Regions from separate parts of the Mus musculus genome. Here region 2 is linked to region 1. The links are chromatin contacts, called in public HiChIP or PLAC-seq maps. All regions are on one chromosome and are shown on one strand. Each heading gives the region's core, a stretch centred on a gene start, on an enhancer-like site or on the middle of the called end of the contact. The rest is flanking DNA. Distances are from core to core; before and after follow the strand shown. Region 1 has its middle 28 kb from the start of A930003A15Rik. Region 2 holds the start of Klhl24 (kelch-like 24).

Region 1 (4,685 bases), core at 1,779-4,278:
GGAGTGGGTGGGTAGGGGAGTGGGGGGGGGGGAGAGGGTATGAGGGACTTTTGGGATAGCATTGGAAATGTAAATGAGGAAAATACCTAATTAAAAAAAAAGAAAGAAAGAAAATAAGCAGAGCTCTCTTCTCCAGATCTATTCCCTAAATCTCACCCCCAGCTCTATCGCAGAACACCTGTGGCAGTCTCCCCTTCCTTCCCACCCCCTGCTCCCATCTCCTGTGAATCTCATCATGATAAGTGATTTTAAATCATAATCTTGCTTTTCCAGTGTGATGGGGCATCCAGCACTTGCTATGGTGAGAGAACTGGGTTCTGATGATGCCAAGTAACCTTAGTTTCTGTTGCTTATGTTCTTGTGCTTGCCTCTCGCCATTTGATTATCTCTAGTGTTACCTGCCCTCGCCTGTCCTTCCTTGTGATTCTGATTGTGTCAGAACTCCTCAGAGTCCAACTGTCTTTGTGATCCTGTGATTCTAGGATCATGTGATCCTGAAATCCTGGGTATGTTAGAGCTCCTGGGAGTCAATTTACCTCTGGGATCCTGGGCCTGGTAAGTCACCTGGGAGACAAGCTTCCTCTGGGTGTTGTGGGACTGGGTGTGGAGCTAGTGCAGAAGATCTGTTCAGGGCACTGGCTCAGACCAGAAGGAACCCATGCCATTAGCTGGCTTGGGGTTCCTGTGTCCTTAGATTGGGGGTGGGGGAGGGGAGGGTGTGGCAGGGTATTTCCAGTTACTCCCAGTGTTGGGGCAGATGTTGTGGCCTCCTCACCTATGATCCTGGACGTGTTAGAGCACCTGGGACTTGAGCTTCCTCTGAGTGTTGTGGGATTGGGTACGGAGCTAGCACCCAAGGTCCATCTCCTGTGAATCTCATGTCCTTTTCCCATACATTAGTCTTTCCAGGCCTCCTATTTTAGCAGGCACCCCCTGCTCACCCACAGGATATACTGGCCAAAACACCAGGTAAGCTGCCTGCAGATCTTCTCTTCCTTCTCTGTTACCCCAGACCTAACTCCTGAGTCTCAGTCCCAGCTCCACAGCACAACTTTCATGGCAACCTTCTCTGCCCTCCTGTTCCTATTTCCTGTGGATCCCACAGAACTCCTCCTTCTAATCTATCTTCCCTGACTCCTTGCTTTGTGGAGATTTCAACCCCAGCAGGCACCCCAGCTCACAAGGGCCCCACTGAAGGCAGACTTACACACTACTCCTACTGGTCCTGAGATCCAATCTCCTGCCCAGCTCTGTAGTAGGAAATCTGCTGTGGTTTCCCCCTTCTTTCTGATCCTGTCCCCAACACCATCCTCTTTCAACTTCCTCCCCCAACTCACCTTGGTGTCCCACCCTCTAACACCATCAGGCACTCCCTGTAGACGTAACAGCTGAGCAGGCCAGAAAAACAGGCATCACAATTTCTGAAACTACAGAGAGAAAACAGAAACCAAGGAACAAAACACCCTCCCAACAAAAGCGAGCCCAGAAATCAGCATCTAGACCTATAATCATATCAATCCTAGATACCTATTGCCAGCATAAAAACACAATCAATAATAGTTGAGCAATGTGTCGACCCTAGAGCACAGCTTTCTTACAAGAACAGGCCCTGAAAATTCCAGTTTAACTAAAGCACAAGAAAAAGACTTTAAAACCAGCTATATGAAGCTAATAGAGGTACTTAAATAGCAAATTAATAAATCCATTAAAAAAAGAGAGGAAAACACAAAATTGGAGGAAATGAATAAATTCCTTAAATAAATCCAAGAAAGCACAGTTAAACAGTGGGAAAAACCTAGATAAAGCTGTTCAATACCTGAATATGGAAGTAGAATCAATAAAGAAAAGACAACCGAGGGAATTCTGGAAATAAAAAATTTAGAATTTAGAACAGGGACTACAGAGGCAAACTTCACTAGCAGGACACAAGAGATGGAAGAGAGAAACTTAGGCATTGAAGACACGAGAGGAGAAATGAATTCACTGGTCAAAGAAAATGTTAAACCAAAAAAGCTCCTGACACAAAACATCCAGCTGAGAGTAGAAATCAAGGCTCTGGCATTCTTCCCAAATATTATCTTATTAGGGGACAACAGAATAATATCAAGATATTACCGTGAATCAGTGCACAAAGTTGTGTGTGTGATGTGTGCTTTAATTTAACCAGATGTTTAATGCCTGAAGGAGTAATAACCAGTTCACTCCTTCAGAGGCTACTGAAATAACTAAATGAGGATAAAATATTAAAAAAAATAAAGAACATGGAAATGCTTTCCTTTCCCCAGCCTGGAGTAGGGAGAGTGGTCCTCTGTTCTAAGCTTTTCTCCCCAGATAGATAGAGAAATGGAGCGTGGCTTAGGACAGTTCAGCACAGGAGTTTCCAGTGTCACAATGACAACACTGTATTGTACTCAGAGTTTTGAATATTGATCTTTTCCAGGTTAGCAACATGTAATTGTGATAGCTTTGGTGCTGGGCAGCAGTAACTGCTTATAGTTCCCTGCACGTGATCTCGGTGCTTTCGATGGGTATTGCATGATATTATGCTCAGTAGCTTAGGAGTTTGAAATGAATGAACTGTACCTTGGACTTAATGACATGATTGTCACTCCATGCTACAGTGAAGAGCATCTGGAAATACAAACCATGAGACGTATAAGGCACCTGTTGGAGCACATTTGAATGTTTGGTATCTAAAGGTTTGCATTTTGCTTTGGGAATCTGCAAATAACATGGTGAAGCCTCCTTAAACAGGCACAGAGACCAAGCATGTGTGACAAGCCTTTAACCTCAGCACTCAGGAGGCTGAAGCAGGAGAATCATGAGTTTGAGGTTAGCCCAAGTTATATACTGACACCTTGTCTCAAAACCGAACAGAACAAATACAAAACACAACAGAACCAAACACAATAGTTTGAAGTGAAAATAAATCTCTTGTTCTGGGAGGGGAAAAAGGAAGAGGAGGGGGGGAAGAGAGAGGCGAGAAAAAGGAAGTGAGGGTGGAGGGAAGGAAATCTAACGTAAGGATCCCTCCTAAGTTACATTTTGGTTTTATGACCTACTTTGAAAGGAGCTCTGTTAAAGGATGTGTGTGTCTAGAATGTCCTCTGCAGATCTGAACAATAAGGCATATAGCCATGTGGTTGATGAGACTGTCTAAAAGGTTAACTGTGAAAGTACATGGGCTTAAACTTCAAGGCCCTTTTCTTCATTGGTTTTATCCAAAACCTTGGGAAGGGTTTCTGGCCAGTATCTCCAGCAGGTTCATCTATGAGATCTTCACGCTATCTGCCTTAGTTATTTTTGTGCTAGAATATTCTAACAAAAGCAATTTAAAGGAGAAAGGGTTTGTTTTACTCATAACTCCAGAGAAGGAACAGTTCTTCATAACAAGCTGTGTGTGTGTGTGTGTTTGTGTGTGGTGAATGTGCCAGCAGGCAGGGAAGGCATGGTAGCAGGATCAGGAGTCTGGCTAGTTACATTGCATTCATACAGGAAACAGAATATGAAGCCCAGCATGGCCTGTCCCCGGTGACCCACTTCCTCCAGTGACATGCCACCTTCTAAATGTTCCGCATCCTTCCCAACAGCACCACCATTTGGGAACTAGAAAATGAGCTACACTACCCCAAACCTGGAACAGCTCTGCAGCTGAGGACTCCAGTTCTCAACAGAGCAATGCACCTTGAACTTTATCTTTACAAGCCCCAGCTTTCCCTAGGACTGGAACTTTGTTTGTTTTAATTTTTAGTTTCTCATTTTAATCTGCAAGGACTTAGCATAATTTCTGTTTTCATTTGTATAGATAAAATTATGCAGCAGGTATTGAGGCCCTTGGTGGCAGTAGGTGTAGTAGAACAATTCCACAGTTTGTCATCCTGCCAGTTGGGGCAGATTTGTCTGCATTTTCATATTTTGTTGGAGTTCCTAGTAGGAGGGCCCACAATCTTGAACCTTATGAATATCATGTTAATTTTTCAGTGCTTAAGTTGCATTCAGTACTAGAATGGAGTAAGAACATCCTTATGGAGGGAAGGGAAGGTTCCATGTATAGGTTTTTGCTTTTCTGTTGAGGGACTCAGCTGTTTTCCAGGAAGAAAGCATAAAACAACTGAAAAGATCGTCAAGAAGAATATAAATTATTGTCAATTGTAGAGGAATTTTAACCTAGCAACACGGCTGTTCTGGTACAGGATCATACCCAAAGATATGATCTGGTTGGATTGCAGACGTGCCACACACAAATCCCTCTGGCTAGAACATAGACACATCTCTATAATCTCAAACAAGGTTATCTAATTGTGGAGCAAAGAAATGACTCAGAGAAAGATTTAACAGAATGGGTCAAAGATAGGACACGCTCAACTTTCCTGAGGACAAGGAAAAAGAGACTACTTAAAGAGTAGTGAGGGAGAGCGAGTCAGTTGAGTTCATTAGTGATCAGTTTGGTTTGTGAAGTTCAGAAGCAGTCTTTCCAAACAGAGCAATTCAGCCAGAAGCCGAGAGAAGCCAGTTTGAATCAGTCAGCTTGGAGAGAAGTTTGAGCCAGAACAGCTAAGTTGAACCAGCCAACCAGAGTTCAGAAAAAGCTAGAAAGAATGAGCTTATTCAGCACTAATTCTCAGAGGCCGAAACATTCTAGAGCTAGGTTAGCAGATGGAGGTTGGAAGCTGAAGCCTTCAAGA
Region 2 (5,086 bases), core at 2,265-4,764, 240 kb before region 1:
TCTGTACACTTGATGAAGAATATTGGGTCTTGGTAAGTCAGGTGATGGTTAGTCCTACCTAAGTAAGTATTCTTTATCAGTAGTTAGTAAGGCCCAAAGCCAATGAGAGTCCTACTACTGTCTGACACTAGGGTAGCAAATGCTAGATCCAAATTCAATTTTAGACACTGTAGGGTTGGCATTTTTACTGACTGAAAAGGCTTTGCTTGACTTATGCTCTTCACTAGACCTGACATGGAAACAATGTCATTTTGTAGCTCCCCCCACCCCCAATACACTCACTGCATTTTTATTTAAAAATGAAAAGCCTAGCAAAACAAGAGAGTGAACATTTGTAACCCCAGCACTCCATAAGCTGAGTCAGGAGGATCATTGTGAATTAGAGACTATTTTAATTTACATAGCAAGTTCCAGGTCAGCCAGGACTACAAAACAAGTCCCTGCTGTGAATGAGAGGGAGAAACGGAATTTTTTTTAAAAGATTTATTTATTACATGTAAGTACACTGTAGCTGTCTTCAGACACTCAGAAGAGGGAGTCAGATCTCGTTATGGATGGTTGTGAGCCACCATGTGGTTGCTGGGATTTGAACTCCAGACCTTCGGAAGAACAGTCGGATGCTCTTACCCACTGAGCCATCTCACCAGCCCGAAACAGAATTTTGACAGTTACTTTTTCTGCTAACAAAATTAGTTTTGGCTTATTACAACCAAACTAGCTATGGTGCCAATAAAATGCTCTGTGACCTGGGATTCTAAATAGCCTTTTAATATACAAAAACACTCGGAAGTCAATGATTTTTAACATAGTATTACACCAATTATTCAGAAATAGTTTTAGAAGCACCAACAAAACCTAATCACTTTGGTTTGAGACCAGGTATATTTCAGTCTGTATATTTCAGGCTTGATGCAAACTATAGTCCCCCATCCCCGTCCTGCAGTTACAGGCATGAACTCCACCCTTAAGAAGGTTTTCATTCTCCTTATTTTCCATTTGGTTTAGAATGTTTTGGATCATCTAAGATCAGTCAACTAAGGAGAACTCAGTGGCTAGCATGTGTGAGAAGGCCCTTGGTTCAGTCCTCAGTATCAAAGGAGAGTGTGCGTGTGGGAGAGGGTGTGCTGGAAGAATGAAAACTCTTGAAGATAATTAGCTATTCTGTTGTTGGACTCCCAAGTCTATGTTGCCCAGGATGGTCTTCAACTCCTAGGTCTACTGAGTATTGCTCTTACTTCAGTCTCCCAAATAACTGGAGCTGCCCACAGGGGATTCACCTTGAGCTTATGGGAGTATTTATAGCATGAAGAACAGAAATGTTAAAAACATCCAGCTGTCTTGTATCATTGTTGTAGTCACAACAGAAATGAAATCTTTTTTTTTTTGCATAAATGCTTGTGAGGACATTTTATTGACATTTTTCATTACAGAGTCCACACTTACATATTTGATAAAAGAGCTGTCCTAAATTTTCCAGGTAAGAGTAAATAAAGTGCATACAAGAATAAATGCTGCAACATATTTGCTAAGTATTTATTTTCCAAAGTCTTGACCTCTGACTCTTAATGAAATGGCAGGAAAACAAGGAAGTTAAAAAGCACACCGGAAAAGCATTAAGGTTTTGGCAATCTGGACGAAAGCCAGGAAAGTTTAAGATATAACTGATAGCTCTCAGAATATTGTTTTCTTCTTCCTGTTTAAAGACTAAGTCACAAGCTTTGTTTAAAGAAACTCAACTTATCAAATGGTAGGTAGTTCTTATTAAAGTATACTGGGTTGCATTTGTATATGTTAAGATCTGAATAACCTTAGTATACGAGTGACTATGTGTCCTGATCAGACAACTTCTTATTCTAACAGGCATCAGTACTTGGATTTTTAATATTAAGAGGGGCTGGAAGGATGGTTTAGCAGTGCTCTTGCAGAGGACCCAGGTTTGGTTTCCAGCACTCACAAGGCAGCTGACAACTTGAACCATCTAGAACTCCAGTTCCAGGAGATCTGACGCCCTCTTCTGGCCTTCGTTGGCACCGAACACAGGTGGGTGGGTACATGCTGGTCAAACACCCACACAGAATAAATCTTTAAAAAGTATATTAAGGCTGCTTTATTAAGTATATTATACCTGCTTTACTGAAGAAACTCAACTTTTCTGAGATAAAATGACAAAACCTAGCTGCACCATAAGTTTAAGAGATTTGGAAAACCACCTTTAATATCCTCCGTCTGGAAATGACTGGGCTTTCGGTTATCTTAATGTACAGTTTTCCAAACACACCTTCAACTCACTTATCAGAAACTTCTCAATTACCTGGGAGATTAATACACGAAATTGTGTGCCCCAAAAAGGGAAAACTAAGAAAGCTCATTCAAAAATCCAAAACCAAAAAACTTTTAGGTGAATAACCTCAAAATATCTTTTTTTTTAAAGGTAAAAGCCACCGTTTATATTTTTAGTGGCAAGGGATACATATTAAATCCTAATAAAGAAAAACAAAACACCAAACCATTATCAACCATCAACCATCTGGTGGTTGTGCCAGGTGTCAGCTGAGAACACTAACAGAAAAAAAAATTGACATGATTAAAATCCGCTAGAGCTGATATTGAAGCTTCTCAAATGTGGCCTTGTGGGTCATCCTTTACTACCTAAGGCTGGACAGAGCAGGCAAGGGCAACTTCGCAGAGCTGCGCGCTGTCCTACGCCAGGAGCTACGGGTTAGCCCCCACCCCCTGGCCTCTGCAGGGCACGCCCCCTTCCTACCCACCGCCCCGCTGCTCCCCTCCCTCGGCGCCCGCGTCCTCCAGGTCACCTTCAGGCGAGGGCGGGACTGCCTGGCACGGGCCACCCACCTACCACCCCCTGCCAATAAAAATTCGGAACTCGCCGGCCCGGCCCGCCTGCAGCGCCCAATCCCGGCCGCCCGAACGATCTTCGCCTCGGGTGCCCAGGGCTTGGGGGCGGGAACATTGGGAACTAAATTAAGAAGCAGAGGGCCCTGAGAAGGAAGCGGGCAGCCGGGTGGGGGCTCCCCCGGGACGGCCCGAGGCCGCGCTCCCGGTAAACAAAGGCTTCGCGGGGGCGGGTAACGGTCAGGTGACCACGCCCCGCATGTTTCGCAACTGTGCTGCTGGCTGCTATGGCCCCAGCACCCCGATCCTTATCCGTGCTAGGCGACAGCACTCACGGTCACCCCACGGAAACTCCAGGTCCGAGGCCGAAACACTCCGGCCGCTTCCACCCTAAGTGTATTGCTGCCGCGGGGCTCGTCCCTGCCCTGTCCCCACGCCCGAGGCCGCATCGGGCTTCTGGCAGCCAGGGACCTCGCCTCCCTCCCGCCGGTGCCGGGGATCAGCGCCGCGGTCGCATGCCGCTTGGAGCGGCCACCCTGGTACCTCTCGGCGCAGGCTGGAAGCGGCACGAGCGGCGACCCCCGTCCCTGCTGCGCCGGCGTCTCCTCGAGCCACCGCCAGTCTCTGCCACTGCTCACAACAAAGGAAACATGTGACCGTCGAGCCAAAACACTTAGCGTCACCCACCCTTGGCCAATGGGGGGGAGGCATCCGCCTTCCCGGAGCATTCTGGGAGACGTAGTTTTTACTGCCGGTGGGCTCTCAGGCCATCTGGGTTCCGCTAGAGGGCGGAAACCCAACCCCGGGCTGCTAATTCCAAACATTTATTTAAGGTAGAATAAGATTAAAGGAATGCATCTTGATCAAGACAGAAGTGGTATGTTGATTGTTTTCAAAGAGCCCTTTACATCCCAAAGCCAAAGCACAAGACCAGGACTTAGCCAACCTTAGAGCTTGGAATAAGGCTTGTTTTAATTACCATGTTCTAACACACTTGGGAAATCAGAGGGCCTGAGAGGTGGAGTGTACTAGAAGCCTGGTCATAATTGCAGAGGACGCTTTCTTTGTAAATCTGTCAAGGTCGCTATCAGAGCCTCAGTTACTTTTTAAATTTAATTTAATTTTTGTCTTAATCAGATGCAGGAGTTGAACAAAAATTGTAACAAACCTTTATTTTCCGAGGCACATGGAATCTTCTTCAAGATGTTTTGTTTCTAGGAGATTCCTTTTCAAGGATGGCCGTCCTCTGCTCTTGAAAATGTTTGGATAGTTCTGGCTTCTGACAAAAGTTACGTACTTCTTCCTTCTGCACTTCATTAAGACAGCCTTGCCTCCGTTAAAATTAGATGTGTTGCCACAAGGTAGAGAGAGAGGAGCAGAGTTGACAGGCAGGCCATTTGATAAGCTTTTAGGTCTCCTTTTCATGTTCTATTAACTTAAAAAAAGCCTACTGAGTACTTCCTGGGGCGCGGGGGTGGGGGGTGGAGTGGGGGGGACCTTTCTTTGACTTTTCTAAGATTTATGGCTAGGCCTGCAGTAAAACTGCTTGCCACTCTGGCTTGACCAGTTGGTGCTATCAGCTTAGAGAGTCCTTTCTTTGGTTTTCTCTTGTCAAAGCAAGAAGATTTATTTTCATATTCTCTCCTTCCTTCCCTCGTCCTTTTCCCCTCCTCCCCTCTTTTCCTCCTCCTTCCTTCTCTTCCCCTCTCTTCTCCACAAATTGATTTAAACAAGATACATAACTTGAAGGAAAACTATCTAGAATTCTTTTTAAATTGTCTATTATTATTATTATTATTATTATTATTATTATTATTAATTCTTTGTGTGTGTCTGTATTGGCTATCTGAGTGCTGGTAAAGATCAGAGTCATTGGGTCCCCCTGGAGCTGCAGGTGCTGGGAGCTGAAATCCAGATAGAGCAATAAGTGCTCTTAGCCATTAAGTCATTTCTTCAGCTCTATTTATTTAAAAATTTAAAATTTAAATATGTTTTGTCTGCGTCTGTGTACCATGTGCCTGCATGCAATGCCCATGGAGGCCAGAAGAAGGCACCAGATTCCCCAGCACTGGAGTTGGTTTCAGAGAGTGTGAGCTACCATGTAGGGATGCTGGAATTCTAGGCTTCATCCTCTCTCATAAAGCAGTCAGTGTTTTTAACAATGGGGTCATTGCTCCAGATCCTTTATTTAGGTTGCAAAACAGCGTCTTAATGTTTCTGAGGCTGACCTCTA

What was found. HiChIP or PLAC-seq counts read pairs in DNA pulled down with a chosen protein or histone mark.
Region 2: a contact with region 1 is called in an H3K4me3 HiChIP or PLAC-seq map of bone marrow-derived macrophages, with 7 times the contacts expected there. The contact joins the promoter of Klhl24 here to the enhancer-like site in region 1. A contact is called at or near these places in 11 of 39 promoter capture datasets (the 3T3-L1 cell line, 3T3-L1-derived adipocytes, the C10 cell line and 7 more), 1 of 15 datasets of contacts at CTCF or cohesin (large pre-B cells), 18 of 484 Hi-C or Micro-C datasets (the C10 cell line, the CH12 cell line, ECoMG myeloid progenitors and 13 more), 21 of 115 datasets of contacts at active chromatin or transcription factors (the 230-238 cell line, DN3 thymocytes, the SCID.adh cell line and 8 more) and 4 of 9 other capture datasets (adipose tissue, embryonic stem cells, liver and 1 more).

Annotation. Positions count from the first base shown.
Region 1 is chr16:19,853,539-19,858,223 of GRCm38.p6, reverse strand. No RefSeq gene overlaps it. Among named protein-coding and RNA genes, the nearest start is that of A930003A15Rik, 28 kb to the left of the region's middle. Within about 2 kb of position 3,028, at least 6 of the 459 cell types and tissues checked have an H3K27ac peak or open chromatin away from gene starts, as enhancers often do. A contact at or near this core is called in bone marrow-derived macrophages and granulocyte-monocyte progenitors, where this site is marked.
Region 2 is chr16:20,095,982-20,101,067 of GRCm38.p6, reverse strand. Klhl24 (kelch-like 24) reads right to left here and starts at 3,514. Exons shown (of 8, transcript NM_029436.3): 1 at 3,397-3,514.